Linked DNA regions of Pan troglodytes: region 2 is linked to region 1. A link is a contact called in public HiChIP or PLAC-seq data. All regions are on one chromosome and are shown on one strand. Each heading gives the region's core, a stretch centred on a gene start, on an enhancer-like site or on the middle of the called end of the contact. The rest is flanking DNA. Distances are from core to core; before and after follow the strand shown. Region 1 holds the start of CPEB2 (cytoplasmic polyadenylation element binding protein 2). Region 2 holds the start of CC2D2A (coiled-coil and C2 domain containing 2A).

Region 1 (2,863 bases), core at 141-2,640:
CGGCGGCTGCTGGGGCTGGGGTGGCGGCGACGCGGTCTGCACCGACCAGGGGGTGCCGAAGCCGGGCAGTGGCGGCGGCGACGCGGAGCCGCCTCCCCCTCCGCCTCCTGGGGGCCCCCCGCCCCCGCCGCCGCCGCCGCCGCCCGGGTGTGGAAGGTCCGGGCTCTGCAGGCTGCTGAAGGCGCCCGCGCCAAGCGCACCTCCGGGCAGGAGGTTACTGGGACTGTTGAGCAGAGGGTGGTTGGGGGACTCCATGGAGCCCGGCGCGGGGTTCACCGGCGTCGAGGAGGCCAAGCCCGCATTGGGGGACTCGGCGGCGCTGCCCTCGCCCGCGGCTGGGGTCTTGCGAGGGCTGCCCGCGCCTCCGTGGCGGCGCTGCGGGGCTGCAGGCGGCGAGGGAGGGAGCTGCGGGAGCGGGGGCAGGTCTGCCGGACGCTGCCGCGGGGCGAAGTCCTGCGGCGAGAGGTGCTGCTGATGCAGGAGGCTGAACTGCTGCGGCGGCTGTTGCTGCTGGCGCTGAGCGAGCTGCGCCGGCTGGAGGAGCGGGCCGGCTGGCGGCGGCGGCGGCGGCGGGCTGAACCGACCGGGGCAGTGGAGCGGCGGAGGCGGCGGCGGCTTCGAGTCCGGAGGGTGGGGAAGGTGGGGAGGGCTGAACTCTTTCCTCTTCTGGCTGCTCAGCTGCTGCTGCTGCCGCTTACTGAAGTCCTGCGGGGAGGAGGTGCGGCAGCAGCAGCAGGAGGAGGCGGAGGAGGAGGAGGGGTGGTGCAGACTCGGTTTGAAGTCCTGGGAGGGGAGGAGGTGGGTCACACCCGCGATCGTGCCGCCGCCGGGGTGGTGGTTGGGGAGTTTCTCCGTGGCCGCCGCCCCCGAAAGCGGCCGCGCCGGCTGCTGTGTCAGCCCCAGCAGCAGCTCATCCTGCATGGTCTGCTGATGCGCCAGGAACGGGGAGGAAGAGGAAACGGCGGCGGCCGGGCTACCCGCGCCGCCGCCGAGGGGGATGGAGAAGGGGGAGGCGGCCTCTAAGAAGCCGGTGACAGGCAACGGTGGTGGCGACAGCGGGCCGAAGGGCGTGGCGGAGGGCAGCGGGTTGGCGGACCCCACGGCGTAAGGACCGTACGCCTCGCCGCTGAACAGGGGCCCAGGACTGCTACTTCGGAGCGGGGCGGTCTGCAGCACCCCAAACCCGAAATCCCTCATTTATCAGGCCGCCGGCAGCGGGAGGAAACGCTCCTCGTCCCCTGCCCCACCTAGGAAGCCGCCGGCGCTGGGGTTGCGCGGCCGTGGTGGAAGGAGGGGGAGTCAGTGAGAGAGGGACACCGTGACTGAGCCAGGGGGCACCGACTTCGGCCCCACCACCCCTCGCGGCGATCGCTGCCGCCGCCGCCGTCGCAGTCGCCGTAGCCGCCCTGGCCGCTTAAGAACCCCGGAACGTGCGTCAGCGCCACCTCACAATCGCGCCGCCCCCCGCGGTGCGTCCCGGCACGCGCGGGCGCGAGGCCACCGCGTCCCCGTCGCCCCTCCCCGCCCCTCATTACTATGCAGACGCAGCCGAGGGCGCGCTCGCGCTCCCGGGAGGGCGGGAGCGAGCGGCGTGTCTCCTTGGGTCTCTCCGCTCCCGGGGAAATGGACAGGCCGGTTGGGGTGGGGGTCGGCTGGCAAACAGTGGTCGGGAGCATTGGGCGGGCGCGCGCACGAGGGCAAGCACGCGCGGGAGGGAGGGACGGTTCCTGGGCAACGGCCCCTCCTTGGCGCGGGATCCGCGCAGAGTCTGCCCGGGTCGCACGCGTCTCCGCCCCTCGCGGTGCCTCCTCCTTCCTGTCACCTCGGTTCCGCCCTGGGTGGGGAGAAGCCCTGCTGCACCACTCGGGCTTCCCAGAGCGGGGCTGGCCCGCGGGGGAAACTGAGGCCCGGGACCCCGACCGGCGCCTGCACTGTGCGAGCCCGCGTAGAAATAGGCGCCCGAGGGGCCCCCAGCGCAACGCGGGAGCCCGGCCCAGCCCGGGGGTCCTGTGGTGAACTAGCGTCTGGGCTCTGCCGGCTTGAAGTCCGCTGAGCGCCTCGCCCCGCACCTCTAGACCCCGAGTCCCCGATCTAGGGCCTCCTTGTAGCCCTAGGTAGCGCCCTCTAAGCTTGTTTCTGTTTTTAGGCGCTGGTAGGAGTGCTGTCACCGACGTCCTAAAGCCGCCGAGGGTGTTTCTGTAGGGTAAACATGAAGCCTCGGCTATATTCCAGGCATTTTCACTTGGGTAAGAAGGAACAAAGTCCCTGGAACAAACACGCTCCGCGTGGTTATTTACACACTCGGATGCGTGGAACGGGTTCCACGGCGAGCTCCCATGGTAACCCCGGGCCAGCTCCGCTTCATAAAAGCGTTTCGTGTGCCATCATCAGGGCTGCAGCGTGGGACTCCTCCCCACCACATTCATTCCGGCGTCCCCGCCCCTTCCCCCCAGGGAGACTCTAATTTATTCCTAAGCTTTATGAATTTTCAAGGGAGAAATAGTTCTTACATCAGGGAAAAAAGGAGGTTCTGACTCAGCAGCAGACTTGTTGAGACTTGCAAAATGGAAGGGAGAGAGCTTTCCATGGTAGAGCTCTTTAGAAGCAATAGAGGAGGAACTAATCCTGTGTTTCCTTTTGTATAGAAACATTTTACATAAAGTATTTGAAGGTCTAGATAAAGAATAACAGAGTGATCCATACCACATGATGAGGTGAACTTTATGTTTCTGTTTTGTAATTTTAACTGTTTTGCTTGATGCTTAGAGAAATGAAACTATTAAATGAATCCTAGAATATAGACTCAAACCCCCAAAGCAATAGAAGGTGGATTCAGACTTTACTTGATTTTGGTTTACAAGTG
Region 2 (2,919 bases), core at 109-2,608, 480 kb before region 1:
CCATGAGTATTTTCTTCCTCACACCCTGAGAACATTTTTCTGTTCCATCCTGGAGCTTGGACACCTGGGGAGGTGCCACATACATTGTTTTGGAATACATTATCTTATTCTACAAGTTATTCCAGCTGCAGTTTCCCTTAGCATAAGGTTAGTGACCAATAGCTTTATAGAATCATTTAATCAGCTCGATATAATATACACTGGCCTTGAAGAGTACACATGAGTACCATATTTGAGCTGTGTTACGTGATATATGACCAGTGCATTTACATGATGTGCTAAGTACTGGAAGCCCCTCCCTGGATGTCATCCCACTGTGCTCTCAGTGTTTTTATAAATCTCTTATGGCACTTAGCTCATTGTACTCTTATCATGTGTTTATAGGTCTGTTTTCCCAGCAAATTCTGAGCTTCTGACCTAGTCTAATTTATGTTTGCACACTCTAAACTTAAGTTCATTGCCTGGTGCATTGTTGATGCTCCATAAATGTTTGAATGAATGACTCTATAAGTGAGCTCTAGGAGATATATATATATATACATATATATATATATATAGAGAGAGAGATTTCATGCTGGTGCTGAATTTATTTGCAGAAAAGGTTATATGAAAATGCAATAGCAAACATATTTCTTATTTGACTTTATTAGCTTTTCATAGCACCTCTTTGCAATGAAGGGAAACAAACAATCAGCTTAAGTTGTAGCCAGTACATTTTCTTGAAGTCTTTGGAAAGCACAGCAACTCTTAGCACTGTGGTTAGTAGCCCTTTCTCTGTCTCATACCAAGAAAAGTGTATTTTGCAGTAACTAGTGCTTCTCCCCTTAAGCCAGTTTGAACTAAAAGGCCCATAAATGCAACACGCAGCTAATGTTTCACAGAGCTTTGGTCAGACAGCATTTTCACTCAGGACTTGTGATGAACTGGACTTACATTTCCTGCAAACCAGATACCAGATAGCAGCTCAAATCAAAGCTGCCAAGTAATGGTCTATGTTCCCATTTCAGAAGTAAAAACATAAATAACGATGAGAGCCCCTAAATTTACAATTCATTAAATCCAGTCTCACGGTATCCTGGAGAGGCTGAACTTCAAGCCGGGTAACTGAAAACAGGAAATCACTGTTGCAGCCCAAAGTCCGGTTAGGGACTGATTTACCTTAAGAAACTTTACAAAAGGCACTTTGCAGATTCTGCATTCTAGGACGGAAGTGGAGAGAGACGGTGCTGTTGAATCTTTTAAAAGGGTCCGGAGGGAAAGGCTGAGTGTTGGAGATGCCCCTGGGCTCCTCCCTGGGAAGCTGCAGCCATGTCTTGGAGCAAAAACACCAGCTTAGCAACCCGTTCCTAAGGAAGGTCACTCGGTGGCTTTTTTTTTTTTCCTTTAAAGTGACAGGCTACTTCCAGTAGTGGAGTACAAGCATGCTGGGTAAGCAGAGAGGCACAGCCTGCAGGAGAAGGACGGAGAGAAATCAACATGAGCAGCACTGGAAATTAGGTCAAGCCTTAAGAGCTGCCCCTCCCTCATGTCATCCGATCGTCTTGCATTTCCAATGAAGCACAGGCTCAGAGGTGGGGGGATTTAGAATCTTAAAAGGTCGTCATTACATGGTGAAGCTGTCTAACGTGGCAGCAGCAAAAGCTCTGTGGAGGTGCTGCAGAGTACCAACAAATGTTGCACTTGAGTGTTTTCCAGTTAAAAGTGGAAGGTTGAATGCACAAGTTTAATGTTTGCCTATTCTCTGAATCCCACTGCAATTCCTGAAAACGGATACAAATGTTATGGCTCAAAAAAGTTGGAAAAAAAAAAAAAGAGGGAGAGGTAGGAGGCAAAGTAGCTGGAAGAGTAATAGAATGAATGGAGCCAAGCAAACACACTCCAATAGACTAGTGTGTATGTGCACATGTGTTTGTGTGTATTTGTGTCTGTGTGTATGGTGTGTGTATGTTTGTGTGTATGTGTATTGACTGTATCTTCTTATTTTCTGTATTCTTGATGCTCTGGCATTTGGAGCCTTGATCCTGGAGAAACTGATTCTCCTATGTTAGCTAATTTCTACAGATAGCAAATGATTCCCCTGAAATATGCAAAGTCTCCTTTGATATACAAGCCAACCAATCCAGAGCCCACACAACCAACCATCTCCATTATCAAACTCTCACACACTAAGCCAATATTCCTCCTGTCCTAAGTCACCCCAGGTCCAGATACCAGACCACTGTAGCCCAGAGAATACCACGATTATTCAAGCTATCCACTCCTAAATTTATGCAGCACCCTACCCTGCTTCGCCTATTCCTTCCTGGGAAAACCCTAGTAAAGGCTCTGTGCTGTACTCTGCTGTCTCCGTTCTGCCTTCTGACCAACACTGGTTCTTCCCTATGTGGTCCTGTGTGGCATGCCATGTTCTATGATTTGAATGTGTCTTCCCAAAAGCATGTATTGGAAACTTAATCCCTAACACAATGGTGTTGGGAGGTGGCACCTAATGAGAGGCAATTAGGCTGTAGGGCTCTGCCCTCATAAATGCATTAATGCCATTATTGCAGGAGTGGATTCTTTATAAAAGAATGAATTTGGCCTCGTTTTCTCTCTTTCTCTTTCTTGCTCTCATGTTCTCTTGCCTTGCACCATAGGATGGTGCAGCAAGAAGACCCTTGCAGGATGCCAGCCCCTTGATCTTGGACTTCCCAGCCACCAGAACTGTGAAAAATAAATTTCTGTTCATTATAAATTGCCCAGTCTGTGTATTCTGTTACAACAGAAAACGAACTAAGACACCATGCTTCTTGTTTCTAGGGATCTGTTAAGTATAAACTTCTTCTTTTGTGCCAATCATGTTTGTGTCTGTGTGTCTTACCATACCTAATTAAAACAAATCCAGAGTACATTTTTTGACACAGCCTGCATGCATGTGTA

What was found. HiChIP or PLAC-seq counts read pairs in DNA pulled down with a chosen protein or histone mark.
Region 2: an H3K4me3 HiChIP or PLAC-seq map of stem cell-derived excitatory neurons shows a contact between it and region 1, with 2.5 times the contacts expected there. The contact joins the promoter of CC2D2A here to the promoter of CPEB2 in region 1. A contact is called at or near these places in 1 of 7 Hi-C or Micro-C datasets (stem cell-derived neural progenitor cells) and 1 of 1 datasets of contacts at active chromatin or transcription factors (stem cell-derived excitatory neurons).

The regions. Positions count from the first base shown.
Region 1 is chr3:15,484,196-15,487,058 of NHGRI_mPanTro3-v2.0_pri, reverse strand. It overlaps CPEB2 (cytoplasmic polyadenylation element binding protein 2), which reads right to left and starts at 1,390. Exons shown (of 10, transcript XM_016951363.2): 1 at 1-1,390. The coding sequence starts at 1,197.
Region 2 is chr3:15,964,870-15,967,788 of NHGRI_mPanTro3-v2.0_pri, reverse strand. CC2D2A (coiled-coil and C2 domain containing 2A) reads right to left here and starts at 1,358. Exons shown (of 37, transcript XM_063808637.1): 1 at 1,159-1,358.